2 separate regions of the Mus musculus genome follow, and region 1 is linked to region 2. Evidence: chromatin contacts called from public HiChIP or PLAC-seq data. All regions are on one chromosome and are shown on one strand. The core of a region is the stretch at or near the end of the contact, and the rest is flanking DNA. Distances in the headings are between cores, read along the strand shown. Region 1 overlaps Galnt9 (polypeptide N-acetylgalactosaminyltransferase 9). Region 2 has its middle 19 kb from the start of A630023P12Rik.

Region 1 (4,137 bases), core at 839-3,338, 100 kb before region 2:
AAGCCATGCCCTTTACTATTTGAGTTAAGATACCATGACAGAGAAGCAACCAAGTGGTGGGACGGCTTTGGAGAAAGATCTAAAAAGCCCAAAGAGAGGGAGGGCACACCCAGACTTAGGCTAACATCAGAAAGAGAGAGACAGTATCAGAGAGAGAGAGACTTTCTGAGAGAGACCCTCCTCAGAAAGGTGGGTAGACCTGCTAGAACCTCATGGAAGTAGAGGTTATGATTGTAACAGGGGCAGGCTTTCCAGGAAAGGACAATACATGATCTCATTAAAGGTTAATTATTCCTTCCCTCTCTTTAGCATGGCGTTAGGTGAATCTGACTTCCTAAAGGATGGTCCCTTTAGCCAGGTCATTGCCCTGCTCAGGCGGCTTAATTAAGGAAGGAGATCATAGCATGTCTCTACCCACAGGCAGATTCCATTCTACTGCCAGTCACACTTTTGAGGAATCAGCATAGATCTCCTCATGTGAGAGAAATCAACCTTGGTCAGGAGCAATAATCAGTCCAGATCCTCAGCTGTGAGAAGCCACACAGGACCAGGCGCCACTGCTCCTGACAACAGAGTAAAACGCTGTCTGATGGGCTCTGTCTTAGATTTCTGATCCTCCGAAGCGAGCCAGATTCCTCCCTGTTACTCCTGATACCATGGAGTGGGTGAGGTGAAAAGTGAGGGTTCTTCCTCCTCTGTTGCTCCTGCTGCAGCACTGTGAGGAAGGTGAGACCCGCCCCCAGCGTCACTCACACCCCAGAGCGAGGGAGGAGAGAGCTGACAGGATTCTCCCCTGTTGCTTCTGCTCTGACACTGTGAGGGAGGAAACCTCTGACAGGATTCTCTCCCACACTTCCTCGTATTCTGGCAGCGAGGGAGGCAGTGTCTGACTGGATTCCCTGTCTCTCCTCATGTGCCACAGGGAGGGAAGCAGTGATGGGTTCCCCACCCTCCTTGCTCCTCGTACTCCAGAGTTTAGGGAGATGAAGCCTTAGACTCTCAAGCAGGAGAGACAATAACATCAAGACAGTTGATGACACCAGATGCATCAGACCAGCTCCAACGGCAAATCCACGGGGGAGAGGATGTCTGTTAGTATCCTCTCCTCTCCTCTGTGACTCCCCCATTCCCTTCCAGAATAAGGGAGGCAATGTCTGCCAGAACTCACCCCGGGTCAAAACACTTGGCTTGTTTCTACAGTGAGCATTTTTAAAATTGTCATTGCAAGCCTTTTTGTGGGCTGTGTGTTCATTCATTTTTGAAAAACCTGCCAAGAATAGAATGTCCGGATGATACAGAGAGTTCTTGCATCTTTACAGGAGACGGCAGTTCTCCAAAGTGGCTTCCGCTAGCCAGGCATGTGCTTCTGTGTGCCCTGCCCCCTTAAAATATTACTGGTCTTCATTTTAAGCACCCTTGTAGGTATGTGGTGGTGTCTCTGCATCTTTTCAGCTTGGGTTTCTGTGTAGCATCTTCCAGTGCTTAGCCATGTGCTTTTTTTTAAAAAAAAAAAAAAGTGGTATCTGTTAAGTCAGCCCCATTAGTTAGCTCGATTTTGGCAGCAGGGTTAACGGCTCTGGGATGATTGTAATAAAGGGTTTTGGGAATCGGCGTCCCACAAGGCTCAATCAGGACATCAAGCTTTGTTCTCCACTGTCTCTTGCATATCCAGACAGAGCCTGGCACAAATGTGGAAGATGCCTCCCATTGGGCCTCGCTCGGACTTCTTCTGATTTCTAAAATGTCATACACGAAGCATTTATCTTGCTACTAATTGGGATCATGAGATGAATCTCGAATGAAGAAAAAAATAACCTTCAGACTGTCACTCTCTGCTTCAATGAGCCCCTTGGGACCCATCTGTGGGCCTGTGCTTTTGGGAAGCTTGGAGCCCAGAGCCCTGCCTAGGAAATCATTGCAGCCCAGGCAGCTCCAAGATTCCTGGTCCATCTTTGAGAAAATGACCTTGTGGAGCTAAGAGGTTTAGAGAGATGGCACTTGGCCAGCTCTGGAAGCTCCTTAGTCTTAGCACTGTAAAACCATTTCCTCTGAGATGACGGTTTTGTTTTGTTTTGCTCTGCTCTGCCCCTCCCCTAACCCCACCTTCCATGCCAAATGATTTCATCTCACAATGCCCGAGTTCTAGATTTACTACCTATAGCTCTTTGTCAGTGGAAAGGAGATGAGCAAAGCATTTCAATGCACTAGTTCTTCAGTCTGCAGGTTCAAGCTGGGCACCAGCTTGGGAGGCCTCAGAAGACCCTCCTACAGGAGCGGCTGGTCCAAGGGACCGCAGCTGCCTGCAGCATTCTAACCAGAAGGTGCCATTTTTACCAGGAGGCAAGGAGGTCATCCTACCAACTCTCACAACCCTGTAGGGAAGTAGGGCAAGGTGCACAACAGCAGCCTGGGCCCAGCAGGACCTGGAGATGTTCAGTCACTCCAAAGACAGTTCTGGAGCCCAGGTAGGTCCCCAGGGGAAAGTGGATGTGAAGGTACAGATTTCCCAGGGGCTCATCAGGTGGTGTGGCTGGAGGTGGAGCTACCCCAGAAAGAGCCTGAAAACCACAGAGACTGTCCTAATGGGAGCAGGCAGGTGAAAGAAAACTGATTGAGTAGGGGAACATCAAAACCAGACGAATGACAGGTAGCAGCAGGGTCTCCCACAGACAAGCTCCCATGTTCCCTGTAGGACAGAGCCCATAATTCTTTTGGATGAATGGGACTCCCAGATCTCATGAAATGGTGGAACTTGCTCCTGAGTCTAAAGAACCAATTAAAACTAAAAGAAAATGCTCCCTAGGGTAATGTGAGGTCAGGGTATTCATTACCTTCACGGAACACAGTCCAGTCATGGGCTGTCCTCTCTGCCCACACTCAGGGCTTCTCCATGGCTGCCTCCTCTGCTCTCCGCTGCTATCTGCTTTTCTGTGTCTCTATCTCTCCTCCTCTCTGTCTCTCTCAGTCTCTTTCCTCTATGCCTCTCTTTCCTCACTGTCTCTCTATCTCTGTCTGTCTCTATCTGTTTCTGACTTTCTCTGTCCCTGGCTGTGTTTTCATGTCTCTGACCTTTACCCTTTCTTTGTCTCTCAGTCTGTGTCTCCCTCTGTTGCTGTCTCTCAGTCTGTCTTGTTTTTCCGTTTCTGTCTCACTCTCTGTCACTCACTCAACCTGTCTGTCTCTGACCTTGCCTCTCCATTGCTATCTCCTCTAGTCTCTCTCTTCCTCTCTCTACCTCTCCTTTCTCCAAGATCACACAGCCAGACAACAATCTAATCTGACCTGGTCATCATTCTGGACTTGGATCTGAGCCAGCCCTGTCCATGTCCCCTGACCATGGCTATTCTGTAATCTTGGCACTCCCTGCCCCTGTGAGTAGGGACACTTGGAAACGATTCTCCCTTTGGTGTTGAGCCAGCTTTGGTGGAACTTCCCAACTCCCACACTGACCCTGGCTCACCTGATGGGCGCTGACTCGTCACCTCGGTCCAGCCAGTCCTGCGGAGGGATGATATACATGCACCACAGGCCCCAGTTGTAGCCGTGGGCGGCGCTGGCGTACTGCTGTACCTCAAACGTGCTGTACTTGATGTTGTCGATGGCTGGCAGGATGATGCGCCGGCGGTCCTCCTGGATCCGTGCGAGGGCGGGCTCAGCCCTGGGAAAGGTACTGGCAATGAACAAGAGCCTCCCAAACCCCCCTCGGCAGCCCAAGGAAGGAGCCCCACTGGCCATGAGTTCAGACCCTTCAGCTGGGCCTGGTATCTAGCTGAGCGTAGGACCCAGTCAGTCATGGTAGACTTGGATTACTAGGAAGGGCTAACCCACAATACTGCCCTGACCCAAGCCTGGTCACCTCCATGGGTCAGCTAGGGCCCTGGGACTACACAGAGAGACTTCTTAGCCTAAACCTACTCTTCCTTCTATTCCTGTACCTGTGGTAAATATGTCCATTTTCAAATGTTAACTGAAGATCTGTTGTGGGCCACACTTACTGTAACAGATTGCATTCATAAAATTAAAAGGAAAAAAATTATCCACGCCTCATGGTGCTTACATATACTGCGTGCGATGCACAGCCTACACAACAGACCGTGGTTAGGGGGATGAGGGTGACGAGGCTTGGGTAGAGGATGT
Region 2 (4,465 bases), core at 1,939-4,438:
ATGTCCATCCAAGAATGCAGGGCAATTGCGGAGCAGCAGGAACACTGCTTTATTTGGGGATACATGCGGAGCGATCTGGAAGACAGGGAGACAGGCAGTTCCCAGAGTGGAATTTAAAGAGCTTCAGGGAGGCCCTCAAGGCAGTGCCAATGGCTCCCAAGGTTACTGCAGCTGAAACCTACACCACTGGAGCCTCCCTGCCCTCTGTAGGCTTGTGATGCCTGGTAGCTTCTGGACAGAGACTCCCAGTGTTACGAGAAGACCTTGAACAATGAAAGCCATTCATATCCAGACCTTAGCTGCCAAGACACCAGGCTTTGTCTAAGCCCCAATTCAACCATTAACTTCAGTAGATACCATTCTCCAGGCTTGCTAAGAAGAAGTCTTCATTCCACCCCGGTGCCTTTCCTACAGACCACAGACAAGCCAGGGCTCAGTGGGATAGACTCCAGGAGTGAGCTGTTGGCTCATAGCTCCATATCTACAGCCTACTCTAACAACTTCAGGATGTGCCCTGACCAGAGCTGTTTCCCTGCCATTGCTCCTGAAAGGACAATGACCTATCTGACCCTGTGATAGGAAAGCCAGGGCCCATTCTGTGTAACTGAAGCCACCAAGGTCCCTCATGTCCTCACCCAGACCCCATCCAAGGGCTGCCAATGTCTGATGCTTCTGAGAAGTCCAGCCACAGCACTCTTTCCCCACCAGCTTGATAGCTTCTTGCTCTGGGATGGGTGATCAGCATCATAGAAAACATGGACACACATAATGCTCACCTGAGATCTAGAGGTGAGAAGAACCCTAGAAAAAGGATAGAAGGCAGCACCCACCGTAGGGCCACTCTTGCCACTCCCTACATGATGTGGCACACGGGACTAGTGTATGTCTTGGATTTGGAAGGTCCAAGCCATAGGGACCTTATGCCCCTAAACCCTTATCATAGCCAGGGAGCCAAGTTGGCAGTGGGGTAAGTTCATTCTCCAGTCCCTGGTGAGCATAGGTCAGCTGGGATGAGAGGTCGGAGGCCCTGGAAGGTTCTGGCTAAGACCAGCAATGCAGATTTGAAAGCTGAGTAGCTCAGTCAGTATACACCTACCCCAGGTAGAGACATCCCTGTGAAGCTTGCCTGCACCCAGACGAAAGCTAAGGCTGAGGGCATCCTGAGGGACCTGTCCATGACTCCAGTGTAGGAAAAATGCCAAGGCAAGGGACTACTTTCTCTGACTGCAGAGATATCCTCAACTATACAATGTCTTGGTTTCGCTTGTATTCCCGAGGTCTTGCTGGCCTCTTGTGGGCCAAATGAGGCCAGGGATGAGCTGAGCCACCACTGAGGATGTTCTGTGTGACACAGTGGATGTAAACAGACAGAATGCAGGGACACTAATGCTGGAGTTGAACGAATCTGTCCTTCACAGAAGAAAGCATCCTTCCACACCCACTTCTTCATAGTTCACCATAATGCCAGGAACAGGAAGAAAGTGAAGGAGAGGAATTTTTTCCATAGACAGCACAAGACAACCTAGCTTGAGAAAACACAGATTGGGTTTGGTGAGAAGGTTCACCTTCATAAAGAAGTTAGCATTCTGCCAGGGTACACAGAGAAAGCCAAGCCTTGGTATTGAAATGCCCACTGTTACCCACTGTGGCTGATACTCCTGCTTAATGCCTTTCTAATGGTTGTACCCTTTCCCCTCCTCCAGACAGTACCCACCTTCTATGGATGGTTTATACAACAGGATTGAGCTCACAGGCTGAGTCCTGAGCTGCTGAGGGAGACTGAAAATCTTTAGAGTTCCTTGACTTATAGAAGCATTCCCCCCAAATGTGCCTCCTGCTTAAATGGCTTCTTTGTGTCTGGATTGGTGCAAATGTCCATAGTTGGCTTAGAACATGCTACTTCACCCTAAATTCCATCTGCAATGACCTGTACCCCTCTGCCACATTCTGAAGTAGAGGGTGGGACTTCACATGTCCTCTAAGCCCCTAACAGAGGTGGCACGCCTACAATGACTGAGTTGGAATTACTCACAGAGTCTGGGTAAGAAACTCAACATTCCCTGGGGCCAGGGTTAGGATCAAGCCTCAAAAGCAAGGATAGCTGGGCATGATGGCGCACACCTTTAATCCCAGCACTCGGGAGGCAGAGGCAGGCAGATTTCTGAGTTCAAGGCCAGCCTGGTCTACAAAGTGAGTTCCAGGACAGCCAGGGCTATACAGAGAAACCCTGTCTCGAAAAACAAAAAAAATAAAAAAGCAAGGTTAGCCTGATGATGAGCCTACTGGGAACTCCAAGGTTGGGCAGAGACCTCTGCATCAGGGCCTGGCCCTTATACACCAGACACCTGAGGACCTTATTCTATCTAAGTCTTCCTAAGATGCCCATTGCAGCTTCCTGGGAGCCAAGGCCCCTCTAACCAGATGAACCACTATTTCTGGGGCAGGCATGGAGCTTTGTGTCTTTGCAAAGCCCTTGAATGTCTACATCATGTGACAAGGGCTGAAAACCCCCCAAGCACATTCTATGTACACGCACGCACACGCACGTGCTTATGCATACACATAGCCCATCAATTAGCTTCTCAGAACAAAGAAAATCCACTTTGAGATAATTTGCTGCCTAGATGCAGAAACAGTGAGCAGTTTTTAAAGGGCACCTTCTTTTAATTACAAACAGAATTCAAGTGTTGCCCCTGGGCCGCCATCGGCAGTAGTAGCTTAGAGAAGAGATGTGGCCGTAGGCCCCATGGTGCTGGTGACATCTGGGTGCTATTAGGAGCTGAGGCTCCTGGTTCTGCCCAGTATATCTCCTGCCTAGGAATCCAGGCCATGCCGGGCTGTTGGGAAGGGTCTGAGATGTCAGAGTGGTATCAGGTAAGGTCTTCTCTGTCAGTGTGAACTCTGGCGTATCAGCTGCTAAAGTGTAGGCTGCCTTCCCCAGCTGTGTAGACTATTTTTGGTACATTTTAGGCCCTCACCTCTGAACAACAGAAGGACTTCATACACATTAGTCAGGCCTAGGCTTTGGGGGAACTGGAGACCACAACCCTAGGCTGGCTCTGGAACTAGGAAGTCTATGCAGGTTACCAACCTAAGCACATCTTTCTGCCAAACCACAGGAATAATGGGACCCTGAGAGCTATGTAGAGCCTGGACCAATGCCCAGCTATTCTCTCTCAACTCCACTCACCCGTACAAGGAACAAGAACGAGCTGACTGAGAAGGATGAAGAGTGTGTCTGAAACACATGCCCAGACCACACAAAACAGAGGATTCTTCACGTTAATGTAACACATGTATGTGCAAGACCATGATCCTCCCAGATACCCCACTGTTCGTCTGAGCCCTATAGCAGCCCCACTTACTGCAGAAGCTGCTTTCCCGTGTCAGAAATAAGGACCCTGAGGAGTAGAAAGTTATGGTACCATCTGGAGACAACCCAGCTAAAAAGGGAGTCCTAGGATCTGGACCCAGACAGTTCAGGATCAAAAGGGAAGGCAGACAAAGAAAGACAGGCAAACAGAAAGACACCATCAGACAAAGGGAAATAGACAAAGGTAGAGATGAGGAGGCAGAGAGACAGAGAAAGAATAAGAAAGAAGACAAGAGAGAGGAACTTACAAAAAGAGCAGGGACCACATCACAGGCCTAAGCCTGAAGAGGGAGGTATTCTTGTTGTGAGGAGCCCTAGTTGCCCTCTAAGTCAGACTCTGCAAGTCACAGCTGGCCTGCTGCCGGCTTGGAAAGACAGGCCACCCCCTGGCCTAGCTTCTGACCGGTATGAAGGGTGCTGCTGTCACCTTGTGGTCATATCTGGTTCTACATGCCGGGAGCCCACAGGCACTTTTGTTCTCTAACACTGTCCTGAAGTTCTCTAGTGCTTACTACATATAGAAAACCACCATTGGCCCTGCTTCTTGTAGGCTGCAAGGGTTGTTGAGATCCCCGAAGTTGCCAGCTTTTCCAACTGTCTAGGACCTGGCCCAGGGCTCTGTCCATCTTAATTTTGAAGAGAACTGCTCAGGTGTCTTCTACGTGTGTAGAGAAATTGTAATACAGCAACATGGCTACTCTGGCAAGGGGTCACATCCAAAGACTTTCGGGTCTGTAGAAGTTTGAACTTGGTTCTTCCTCCCAGCAACATGCTCCCAGAAATAAGACTCAGATTCAAAATATATTTACAAATACCTTGGCCATATAGCTAGGCTCTTCCCTAACTAGATCACAATTTACTATAATCCATTTACTCAAATCTACATTCTGCCATGTGACTAGTTACCTGTGCTCAGATACCATGTATCTGTCTCATTACATTGGATGAACCCGGGACCTGGCCCTATCCCAGAATTCTTTCTGCCTCCTGGATGTTCCACCTTCTATTCTACCCTTTTCTATAGGCCATAGGTTTTTTTAAATTTTTAATCCATACAATACACAAGATGTTCCCTCTACATAGGTCTGTGTG

Evidence for each region. HiChIP or PLAC-seq counts read pairs in DNA pulled down with a chosen protein or histone mark.
Region 1: a contact with region 2 is called in an H3K27ac HiChIP or PLAC-seq map of regulatory T cells, with 3 times the contacts expected there. The contact joins two enhancer-like sites. A contact is called at or near these places in 1 of 39 promoter capture datasets (the 3T3-L1 cell line), 1 of 15 datasets of contacts at CTCF or cohesin (the NIH/3T3 cell line), 7 of 484 Hi-C or Micro-C datasets (the 3T3-L1 cell line, CD4 T cells, Th17 cells and 4 more), 4 of 115 datasets of contacts at active chromatin or transcription factors (T-cell acute lymphoblastic leukemia, embryonic stem cells, kidney and 1 more) and 3 of 9 other capture datasets (adipose tissue, liver and pancreatic islet).

What each region holds. Positions count from the first base shown.
Region 1 is chr5:110,595,587-110,599,723 of GRCm38.p6, reverse strand. It overlaps Galnt9 (polypeptide N-acetylgalactosaminyltransferase 9), which reads right to left. Exons shown (of 11, transcript NM_198306.3): 5 at 3,461-3,658. Among named protein-coding and RNA genes, the nearest start is that of Galnt9, 53 kb to the right of the region's middle. Within about 2 kb of position 2,088, at least 61 of the 459 cell types and tissues checked have an H3K27ac peak or open chromatin away from gene starts, as enhancers often do. A contact at or near this core is called in regulatory T cells, where this site is marked.
Region 2 is chr5:110,493,299-110,497,763 of GRCm38.p6, reverse strand. No RefSeq gene overlaps it. Among named protein-coding and RNA genes, the nearest start is that of A630023P12Rik, 19 kb to the left of the region's middle. Within about 2 kb of position 3,188, at least 53 of the 459 cell types and tissues checked have an H3K27ac peak or open chromatin away from gene starts, as enhancers often do. A contact at or near this core is called in regulatory T cells, where this site is marked.